Linked DNA regions of Mus musculus: region 2 is linked to region 1. A link is a contact called in public promoter capture Hi-C data. All regions are on one chromosome and are shown on one strand. Each heading gives the region's core, a stretch centred on a gene start, on an enhancer-like site or on the middle of the called end of the contact. The rest is flanking DNA. Distances are from core to core; before and after follow the strand shown. Region 1 holds the start of Slc7a3 (solute carrier family 7 (cationic amino acid transporter, y+ system), member 3). Region 2 holds the start of Nhsl2 (NHS-like 2).

The links. Promoter capture Hi-C pulls out the DNA fragments that hold promoters and counts their contacts.
Region 2: a contact with region 1 is called in a promoter capture Hi-C map of hematopoietic stem and progenitor cells, with 4 times the contacts expected there. The contact joins the promoter of Nhsl2 here to the promoter of Slc7a3 in region 1. A contact is called at or near these places in 1 of 39 promoter capture datasets (hematopoietic stem and progenitor cells) and 2 of 9 other capture datasets (adipose tissue and liver).

Annotation. Positions count from the first base shown.
Region 1 is chrX:101,081,974-101,087,451 of GRCm38.p6, forward strand. It overlaps Slc7a3 (solute carrier family 7 (cationic amino acid transporter, y+ system), member 3), which reads right to left and starts at 3,432. Exons shown (of 12, transcript NM_001301840.1): 1 at 3,299-3,432; 2 at 1,898-2,301; 3 at 1,175-1,333; 4 at 818-995; 5 at 561-673; 6 at 218-440; 7 at 1-59. The coding sequence starts at 2,267.
Region 2 is chrX:101,845,906-101,851,383 of GRCm38.p6, forward strand. Nhsl2 (NHS-like 2) reads left to right here and starts at 3,480. Exons shown (of 8, transcript NM_001163610.1): 1 at 3,480-3,942. The coding sequence starts at 3,663.

The DNA.
Region 1 (5,478 bases), core at 2,182-4,681:
GGCCATCTTCTGCCATTGAATACATCACCCGAGGCATAGGAAACATAGAGCCCAAAAGGCTGAAAAAAGACAATGTCCAAGGGGAATGAGTTCATCAGCCTGTGTGCTTACAGCATTTCCACCTCCCTTTCCTAGCCTTTCTAAGGAACATTCTCTGGCACAAAATGGACATAGCTGGAAACTACAGCCACGGGGCAAAGAAATATTTAACACTGACCTAGTAGAAAGTGCACAGAGGGAGCCAATAGCCACCAAGTAGCGGGCAGGCTCCCAGCCAACATAGGAAAATGCTTCAGGCAGAGGGCTCTCAGGATGAAGCTTGTAGTAAGGCATCATGAGGGTAAGTGCTGAAGACACACCAAAGTAAGCCAAAAAGCAGATGAACATCGAGATCACAATACCCATGGGGATGGAGCGCTGGGGATTCTGAGCCTCTTCTCCTGTAAGAAAACACAGGGCACAGTGTTCTAAACCAGGGAAGTAGGCTTCCTCCTCTGCCACCCCAAATCTGTAAGTTCACACATTGCACCCAAGACCAGCCAAGATTGTGTGACTGTTACCGGTGGTTGCAATACAGTCAAAACCAACGAAGGCATAGAAACAGGTAGCAGCGCCACGGAGAATCCCTTCCAAGCCAAAAGGCATGAAACCTCCAGAGCCCATAGAGTCCAAGCTAGAGTGCAAGAAGGAAGAGAATCCGTAAGAGTGTTCAGTTAAGTGCATCCCTTTTCTGATGCCCAGCTGTTCATTGTCTCCCATTCCCATTCTGGATTCCTCCTCCTCCCCCATTATGGTCCCAGCTTTGTGGCTCTCTAACCTACAAGTGCCGTTGGATTCACTCATGGTCAAGCAATAGTCCTCTTTCGTGAGCTTCCAGTTTCTCAGTTCTCCCTTAATGAAGCCAGAGATGATGACAAAGCTGAGAACCAAAAGGTTCATCCCTGTGAACACTTTGGTAACCAGGGCTGATTTACTTGCCCCTAAAACCAGCAATCCTGTGGGAGAAAATTGTTCAGGATCCTGAGGACAAAATCCTTCCTCCACGCTTGCTTTCCCTTTTTTCTGCCTCTGTGTGGCAGACTCTTTCCTTCCCAGCTTCCTTTCCTCCCCTCATTACCCTTGAGCGCTTCCCAAGCCCAACCCCTCCCATCATTCACCCTGCCCCTTGCCTCACCAGTGAGCAGCAACACAAGGGCCAAGGCAAAGAAATCTGGATATTCTGCAAGAACATGAGGCATCTTCAGCAAGATGGTCCCCTTCAGAGTCCGAGAGATGTGGTTTCCAATCAGGTTGTCAAAAGCAGAGCTCCAAGCCCGGGCCACACTGGCTGTACCTGGTATAGCAATTGTATTTTCTACCTTAACCCCAATACTCAGGAATATTATAAGATCAAATTCCCTCCCTCCTATACATCTGCCTCACAGATTCCTGCCATAATTACCCACCTTACTCTGTGTGTGTGTGTGTGTGTGTGTGTGTGTGTGTGTGTGTGTGTGTGTGTTTGACAGTTCTCTCTATGTAGCTCAGGCCTAGCCTGGCCTCAGACTTAACAAACTCTTGATCCTCCTACCTTAGCCTCTGAGTGCTGGAATTATAGGTGTACAACTCTAGACCCAGCTCCTGTTATTAATTTTAAAGACCCTAACTAACATCTTAATGAATGAACACCAGACGGAGGTGAACAATTGTACTGCACCTTCAAACCCTCCCTATACCCCTACCCCAAATAAATAAATAAATAAACAAACAAACAGACATCTAGAAGTATTGAGATACTAGGAAAAATAAAGACAATTTAGACTTCACTGAAATTGCACTCGGATTTCTGGATCCATAATCCCTCTGCTATTTGTGTAATCATCCATCCCTCCCATCCTACCCCAAGCATCTATCTCACCAATGACGTAGGAGAGAATGAGATTCCAGCCGGTGGTGAAGGCCCAGAGTTCACCTACGGTGACATAACTGTAGAGATATGCAGAACCAGAGCCGGGGACCCGGGCACCAAATTCAGCATAACACAGTCCAGCCAACACAGAGGACAGAGCAGCCACCAAAAAGCAGATCACAATGGATGGTCCTGCTTTATCTTTGGCCACCTCTCCAGCCAGGACATACACACCTGCACCTAATGTGCTGCCCACACCCAGAGCCACTAAGTCGAGGGTGCTCAGGCATCTGGCAAGGCGGGTCTCACCCATACCCAGCTCCAACACACGTCTCCGCACCAGCTTTTGACCAAATCTTCGAAGTGCCTGCCACAGCATTCTAGTTGGAATTGAAGAGGATGCTAGCTAGGTTCTGGTGAAAAACAAGACAAAAGCCCTTCAATGGGTCTCATTGTCCCCCACAAGCTCCAAAAGTGAATTACAAAACCCACTCCCTCCACCAGGTGAATGAGTTACAGGGACAAAGGGGGTTGGGCAGAAGAGGAGAAAGCAAGCCACTTCCACCTCTAATTACCATTTCTTCATATGCAAGTAGGAATTACAATAATAATGCAAGTGGGGATTACAGTGTCTCCCAGGCAGGTGGAAGGACCCATTTCAGAAAAGGCTAGAGAAAGCTCTGTATAGCACAGTGGTTGGCCTTTAGTAAGTGCTAGGACATTAGGTTTCTTCTTTTCCTGCCCAAGAACCTATGGGATTTACCCTAGAGCCCAGCCCAGCAGCCTTGAAACCTAACATTTCTGTTTCCCCGGCCTATGGCTCCTGGTGAATCAAGCGGAACTCAACTCGGGGCAACTCTGAAAGAACCCTTTTTTTTTTACACCCATTACCCACATCCCTTTTAGTGAGCGCCCAGAGAGCTTCAGAGACGTGGCTACGCCTGGAAGAGGGGACTGACCTCAATCTTATCCCTTCTCACCAAGCCCCGGCGATCCACCTGAGCCTTCTTTGCCCTCGGAGAAAGCAAATGTTCCCCACCTCCTCCGGCTAGGCTACGATGACCAGTGAGCACCAGCAGTGAGGCGGGGCTTCGGTCTCTGAAATTGGGAGATGCGCCTGGGGGGTGGGGGGCAAAACCAGCCCGAGATCGCTAGCACTTCCCTCTCGGCCGATTAGGGGTCCCGCCCGGTGGCCCTAGACTCAGCATCTAGATTTTTATGGCTCCATGAAGAAAAACAATCTGGAAATGCGCTGGAGCTAGGGAGCCCTGGCTCCTGGGCTAGGGTCTTACCAGCAACAGGTCACAGTTGCGCTGATGCAATTGCAAGCCCTGGTTGCCTGAAAAGCCTAGGTAAAAGAGGAGCCTCCCTCTCCCCACTCTGACACACGTGCCAGCCCCAAAGGCTTACCGGAGAGCCCTGGCAAGCCCAGAGAGAGAAGATTCTCAGATCCGGTTCAGTGAGGCTGACTTCAGTCGAGTTGGGTTGGGTGTGCTTCAATGCCGCAGCTCAGGGTCCTTGCAAGCCAAGCGCCCCTTATATTCACCGGGAGGAGGAGCCAGTAACGTCATGGGATCCCAGCCCTAAGCCCTCTCCCTACACATGACACACAACACAATATACATACTGAAGAGTTGAAAATCACTAGCAACCTGTTAGGTTCATAAACACTTGGGTCATAAACACTTGGTCCTTGAGCCTCAGCCAATCCCGGAAGATACCTTACCTTTCCTGGATCAATCATAATGTTCCAACGACCCGTGTGGAATGTCTCAAAGCCCCAGGAGCGTTGCCTAAGGTAGCACATCACCTAGCTGTTAAGAAAATTTATGGTTTTAAAATTTCCCCTTTTCCTCCCCCTGGTTTGTGGTTTTTGCCTTTATAAGCTCTGTAAAATTTCAGGCCGGGGTCGAAACTCCTCTACTCCTTGCTTGGTGTATGAGTCTCGACCCCAGCATGCTGGCCTGAGCTCTCGTTCTGTCTCGCTTTCAATAAAAATTCCTCGTGTGATCACAAAGTCCGGTCTCTGTGTCCCACTGGGTGCGCGACGTTCCCGAGACTTGAGTGAGGGTCTCCCTTCGGGGGTCTTTCAATACCAACACACTCGCTTGTGTACACGCGGGCACACACACACGCACACACACGCACACGCACACCGTCAGTCACCAGTCACATGGCTTTGCAACATTGGTCGCTTTTGGCCTGAGACTGCTTCCCAACCAAAAAAAACAAGCAGGGCATGGCCGGGAGTGAGAAAAGAGGGATAGCCTTTAACCATTTGCCTCTCTGGTGGTCAAAAGACAATTAAAAGCTTCCTGACCACAGATCCCATGGGTATTTTCTACCTTTATGCAAGATTAGTCAGAATCAGCAAACATTCGCAGCACTGGGGAGGGGAGTGAATAAAGAGAATTGGGTTTGTGTGAAGGCTGGAGGGGCAAATAGCACCAAGTCTCCATCTCACTGTGTCTTCTCCCTGAGCACGTTTGTCTGCATGAAATCCTTCAGGACCTTGCAAGACTATCAACAGCCCCGACTGCTGCCTCTGCTCTCACTCTCTAATACAGACAGCAAGAAAATGGAAGACAGTTTCAAACCACCTGTACACCGATCATTAACCCCGAGTAGATTCCTAGGCCACAATGTATTTGTAGCATCTCTCCACCTGCCTATTAATATTAAATATGAAATTATGAATATTTAAATATTGAAGGAGCGAAACTTTTTAAAATTGATAGTGATGGGGATCAATCCTGTAGGTCTCCCCAGTGCCAAGATTATACCAATGAGCTGCAGCCCCACCCTTTTAATTCCATTTTGCTGATGACTAAGCTGAAGTTTGGAGCATCAGACTTAGCATTGAGTCACCATTCATTCTGATAAAACCTGGCCTGTTGTTTTAAGGTCTGGCCTCCCATAGGTACTATACTTCATTCAAATGCACAAGAAAGAGGAAGTGTGAAGCTCATGCATGAAGTAGGTCCTTTTTAGGCTAGGAATTCCTAGGAAACCGCAGAAGATTGTAGAAACTTAAGAAAAGAATGCACTTGTTAAAGAGCTGCTATAAAGCTACGTCTACCAAAGAAACACGAGTAAAATCCTTGGGACCGATGGAGATCTGGCTTAGTGGTTGAGTGCTGAATTCAATGCCTCAGAGGTGGGGGTGGGAGCAAACACATTTACTCCTAGTCTTTAATGGTCTAATCTGAGAAAGAAAACCTCCACAGCACAATTAGAGGCTCCTTAGGCAACGCTCCTGGGGCTTTGAGACATTCCACACGGGTCGTTGGAACATTATGATTGATCCAGGAAAGGTAAGGTATCTTCCGGGATTGGCTGAGGCTCAAGGACCAAGTGTTTATGACCCAAGTGTTTATGAACCTAACAGGTTGCTAGTGATTTTCAACTCTTCAGTATGTATATTTTGTTGTGTGTCATGTGTAGGGAGAGGGCTTGGGGCTGGGATCCTATGACGTTACTGGCTTCTCCTCCCGCTGAATATAAGGGGCACTTGGCTTGCAAGGACCCTGAGCTGCGGCATTGAAGCACACCCAACCCAACTCGACTGAAGTCAGCCTCACTGAACCGGA
Region 2 (5,478 bases), core at 2,230-4,729, 760 kb after region 1:
ATAAAACATCAAACAGAACATGTGAGCTAAAACAACTGACTCTGAAGGACTGTCAAGGAGAAACCCTGGCATCCCTCCTAAGCCACCAGGTCACTATTTGTGTGTCCTTTGGAAGCAGCAGCATGAAGGAAGGAAGCTTGCTTTCTTCTCCTTGTGAAATAGGTCGGGGGGTGAGGGGGCTGTGCTGGCAAACTGGCCCCAGAAGAAAAGGATGCTTTTTTTTTTTCCTTTTGCAGCTGTGAAAACTGTCAGCTTGAAGGAGAAAGGGCATATCTTATATGGGTTACTCATTCTTTTAAATTTATTTATTTAAATTAAAACGCTGGGTTTTTTGTAGCGAGCTGGGAAAACAGGATGGGCAATGGAAGGAAAGCTTTATGTCTCCAGCTCCCTCGTGTCTCTCTTTCTATCTGCTTTAGTCCAAGGCCATTGCCAATTCCACAGGTGGGCCCAATTTAGGCCTAGATTGTATCTCCTAGCAGGCTTATGGGAAAACCTGCTACAAGTTTTGGCCCCCTGGAGCTGGCAGTGGGTGGGATGAACACTTTGAGGTGTGGGAGGGCCTCCCTGTCCTCTGCCTTCACAACTTCCTTGCCTCTCGTGGCTCCTGCATGGGTTAGTGCCAAGGTTTATAGGCGAATCAGAGCAACTGTTTAATTCAGAGTGCTCCTTGGTAACTCAGCCCCGAGTATGTGAGTACAGGTGGTTGCAGCAGTCTTAGCCTCCACATTGATTCTAGATGAAATTCTTAAGTGCCTCCTTCCTGTCTCAGGCAATGCCAGAAACTGCAGTGACCCTCCATTGCCCCTTTGCCCAAGTTAAATTCTTTCTTAAGGCTTTTCCTATCTGGCTCTGCCTATAATCCAGCTTCATTTATTCATTCATTTAACAGACACTTCCTGAGTAACCTAACGTATGCTAGGCACTGGGCTTGGCATGGGCATACAGCAGCAAACAAGACAAATGTGGTTCCTGCCTTCAGGGAGCTATTGGAGGGAGGAAGATGATAGTATTACAAAGAAATACTATTGCTATTATCATAAACAAACAGAGATGATCATATTACCATCTGTACGCTGTGCCAGATGCTGTGCTAGAGGCTGATGGAGACCCTTTACCTTAGCTGCTTTTCTGGCTGGTGAGCTTGGATAGAGAGTGGTGCTTTTAGGAGCTCAGTTGTCCCTCCACAGAGCAGGGGGAACCCTGCTTCCCCAGAGGCTGTCTCGATTCAATTTCACTTGTGGAACTGGAGGTCTCTATCTTTTCTGTGGGAAAGAGACAGGCTAAGAAGGAAGGTGAATACTTAAGTCCTCTGACCTTCTCCCATCTGGAGCAGACCCACTCTAGTCCTGGGAAGGGAGGAGGGGCTCTGCTCTGAGGTGGCTCCATTGCAAGTCCTTGATGTTTCCTTGATGAAAGCCAGGACTCTCTCATTCAAGAGGCTGGAGTGAGTGAACTGACTAGGCTGGGGGGAAGGGCATGGGGCCAAAACTGAGCTTCTTCTTATGGAGCTCTGAACAACTCAGCTTCGGGAAGCAGAGTAGGGGGTGTGAGTGCGGGTGGCTCAGCCACCAGGCCCAGCCCAGGCCTGCTGCACTCAGGCTGCAAAGCTCTGCCCAGACAGTCTCCTTCAATCTGCTCCTACTTCATGTCTCCTTCTCTGGAGCAAAGATCAGTCGAAACAGCTCATAGGTCAGGGAAAAGTATCTCCGCTGAGTAAAGCCAAGTCCACTACTTCCTGCCAGTCACTCTCTTGGCTGAGGTTGGAGTTCATCAAGCAAGGAACTTTGGATTCTTATTCCACAATTGGACCTCACAGTTCAAAAGAGGGGCCACCTTTTGTCCGTTTGTTGATTCTTACTTTAATTAGAACTCAGTGTTTCTAGTAACTATGTTTTTATTTACTAAATAAGAAATGAGTATAGATGAAGGCAACCAGATTGCAGTACATTGCTTTTTTTAAATTTTCAATCGACAAATAATAATTACATATGTGTAGGGCACGGTATTATGTTTTGATATTTGCATTGAAGAATTAATAAATAAAGCCAATGAATATAGCCATCATGTCACATACTAATTTTGTGTAGCAAAACATTTAAAACCAGAGATTCTCTTTAAATTTACTTTATTATTTTAAGTGTATAAGCATTTGCCTGCATGTAGGTCTGGTGCCCTCAGAGCTGAGAAGAGGGTGTTGGATCCCCTGGAACTGGAGTTACCGAGAGCTGTGAGCTGCCAGGTGGGTGCTGGAAATTGAACCCAAGTCCTCTGGAAGAGCAGCCAGCGTTGCTGTTAATGATTGTACCATCTCTCCAGCCTGCATAGAGCTTTCTTGAACTGTCTAAGGAACAATTAACTTTTCTGAAGCAAAGAATGGAAACAGTCCACATTGTGTTAGTGTGGGCACAAGTGTTTTGTTTAAAAATATTTTGCTAATAGATTCTGTGGGCTTATACTCAACAGAGCATATGTAGGATGAAAAGGAGCACAGCCCAAATGAAAGCAGAGCAGTGGAGAAACCATTGAAAGTTCAGTGTGAGCAGCTTTGGGTGGAAATGTCCCAAGTGCATGCAGACATAGAATACACTAAAGGTACTCTACTTGTCTGAGCACATTTTACCTTCTACAGTTGAGAGAAATCGGGGCTGTCTGCACTGAAAGCACATCTCAGCTCCTGAAACCCCTCTTCTGGGATACTACAGGAGCTCATTGTGCCCCCCAAAGGAAACAGATCGGTGTTCCCTTTTGGCACAAAATGCAAACTGGATCCCTCAATCCCAACGAAATAAGTTACTCCACAAAATGGGTTTGTATTTATTCGCTCTTGCCTTTACAGTTCCACAGTGCTAGGGTCACTTCCCTCCTGGACAGTCAAATAAGATACTTGGTTCTCTCTCCTCTGATTCTAAGGTTCTGGCCGCTAGCTTGCTCAATGGAGACTGGTGCGTGGCAAGGAGTATATTTTAGAAGGAAAACTAGATGCATGAAGCCAGACTTCGTGTCTCTGCTGTGACTCGCTCGTATGTACGCCGGTGTGTCTGCATTGTTCAGTATTTACAAAGAAAGTTAAGTTTAAAAAACAAAGCAGAAAACAACCTTAACCCGGGTTAAGGTACTGGGCCTGAAGCTCCTCAGGAGGACCCGGGCACATTTTGCGCACCGACCATCACAAACACACATTCACACAGACTTCCCTCGGTTAACTCTCAGCTTCTTTCTACTCTTCTTTCCTTTTTTTTTTTTTTTCCTTTTCTTCTCTCCCGGATCAAGCGTTAATCTGCGAATTTTTGACCGCAAAAGAAAGAAAGAAAGAAAGAAAGAAAGAAAGAAAGAAAGAAGAAGAAGAAAGGGGATGGTGGGGGTGGGGTGAGGAGGAATCCCGAAGTAGCTGAGTGAGCTGAGCGAGGGAGGAGGAGAAAGCCAGGGAGGAGGAGCCCAGTGGAGCAGAGTCAGAGGGACTGGTGGCTCCTGCGAGTGTGCAGCCCGCGGGGAGCCGGCGCTGCAGGCTGTGAAGCCGCCTGCCCGCACAGCCGCCCGTGCCTCTCGCTCGCCCGCGCCCGCGTCCCGGGCCCTGCTCCACCAGGACCGCCGCTGCCTCTCAGGATTCCCGAGTGCCACAAGGCTAGCGGACCGGGTCGGTCCCCGCGCCCGCGCCCGGGATGCCGTTCTACCGGCGCACTGTGGTGCCCCAGCGTCTGTGCCCGCGCAACCCTCCGCAGCCGCTGGCTGAGCTCCGCGACGTGAGCCACCTGGCCGCGCTCAGTCTGCTCCGCCAGCTCGCAGACCTCTGCGGCCACTCGCTGGCTCTGCTGGAGGACCTCGAGGGGCACCTGCTGGCTCTGGGGCGCCGCACCGACAGCCTGTACCGGCGCACCGTCCGGCTCCGCCGCCGCCTTCCCTGTCGCCTGCTTGGCCCGGAGGATGATGAAGAATTGCTAGGTAAAAGGCGCGAGGCGCCCGCGACCCTCTCCCACCCGCCTCTGGGGATGTCCCGCTGGGTCTGCCCGTGGCCGCCCCTCAAAGATCGAGGGACACGGCCTCCAGGACGCCCTCCCGCCGTCCGATCCTTCCGGGATCCGCTCGCCCGGTCCCGAGTGGCCCTCTGCTTAGGTCTGGGGGCTGCCGCCACCTCTGGAGTGCTTGGTGGAGAGGGAGGGGATCCGTAGGGTCCTGGGCGGCGCAGACCAAAGAGTCCCGGTGGCTCCGGGAACCGAATGGCCGTGCCTGCGTCTCTCCTGATGGGCCACTTTGGAAATCGCGCCCGAGCTGCCCGCCTGCCTCCCGGGCGGCGGGGGCCGCTGCAGCCAGACCCGTGGGACCTCGTGCCGGACTGCGAACGGGCTTCCCGCGCCCAGCCGTCTCCGAGCTCCCTTCCCGCTCGCTTCTCCCCGCACACTCCGCGTTGCCTCGCTGGGAGTGGCCGGCAGGGGGAGGGGAGACTGCCCAGGGCTTAGCGGATTCCATACCCCAAACCCCCGCCCCAGCCGCTAAGGTCCGGCTGCCCAGATTTGCGGGAGAGAACCATTTAAAGAGACTGTCATCGGTTTTCTTAAAAATGTGCTCGCCAGCCATGCCCGAGAAACGCCAGGTCCCGGGAGTTTCCTTACTGAACACTAGGAACCTGTGAGACTGGAGGCGGGCGGGAGCTCAGGCTCTTTACTACTTTGGATCTCAACACTTTGGATAGGGAGGACCTCTTCTGCAAAAAACGCAGCGTTCCCTTAGAATGTGGGACTTCTCTTAAACGGGGTCGGGGCTGAGTATGTTTAAAAATGCTGAGAGTAGAGGAGGAATGGCAGGTAACAGGGCCAATTGCCACCTAGGGAAGGCTAGGAAGGGGTGTCGGGGGAGCAGTGTGCCAGAAAGTTTCAGAAGGAGGTGGAAGATGGCTACTTGCTGACTTTTGAGGGAGGCCTTGGGAGAGAATTGTCTGGGTCAGCCTTTCTTCCTTGCAGACTCCACCCCTAACAAAATGACAGGAGTCAGAGGTTCTGGCGCCCCTCTTCCTTCATAAAGGTCTCTGTCCTTTGAGGTAGATGGCAGAGGTCACTGCTAGAGAAAAATAAACTGAATCCTTTGAGCAAAGGAAGGTGGAAGACACAGATGACTGCCAGATGGAATGTGGCCACGGGACCAGAAGCCTCTGGGAGGTAGGGGACCAGGCAAGCCAAGGCCCAGGGTCTGGCTCCTTCTCAGTTAACAAAGAGGGTAAGAAGGTCATTGTTTTTCTTTCCCTGGGGTCCCACTGATTAACAGGATTAGTCTAGGAGAAACTTGATAAGACTTGGAGAATACTTTTCCAAATCTCTGTACAGCCTGCGGTGTACAGCCTGCGGTGTACAGCCTGCTGAGAGCCACCTACTGAGTTCAGCAGGGTAAGTTGAGGACTAGGAGGAAGCTCTGCTTTTCCAAAGTATAGCTTTCTGTTTGCTGAGTCAGACAGCCCTTCCCATGGGCTGGGGTGTTGGGATAGCT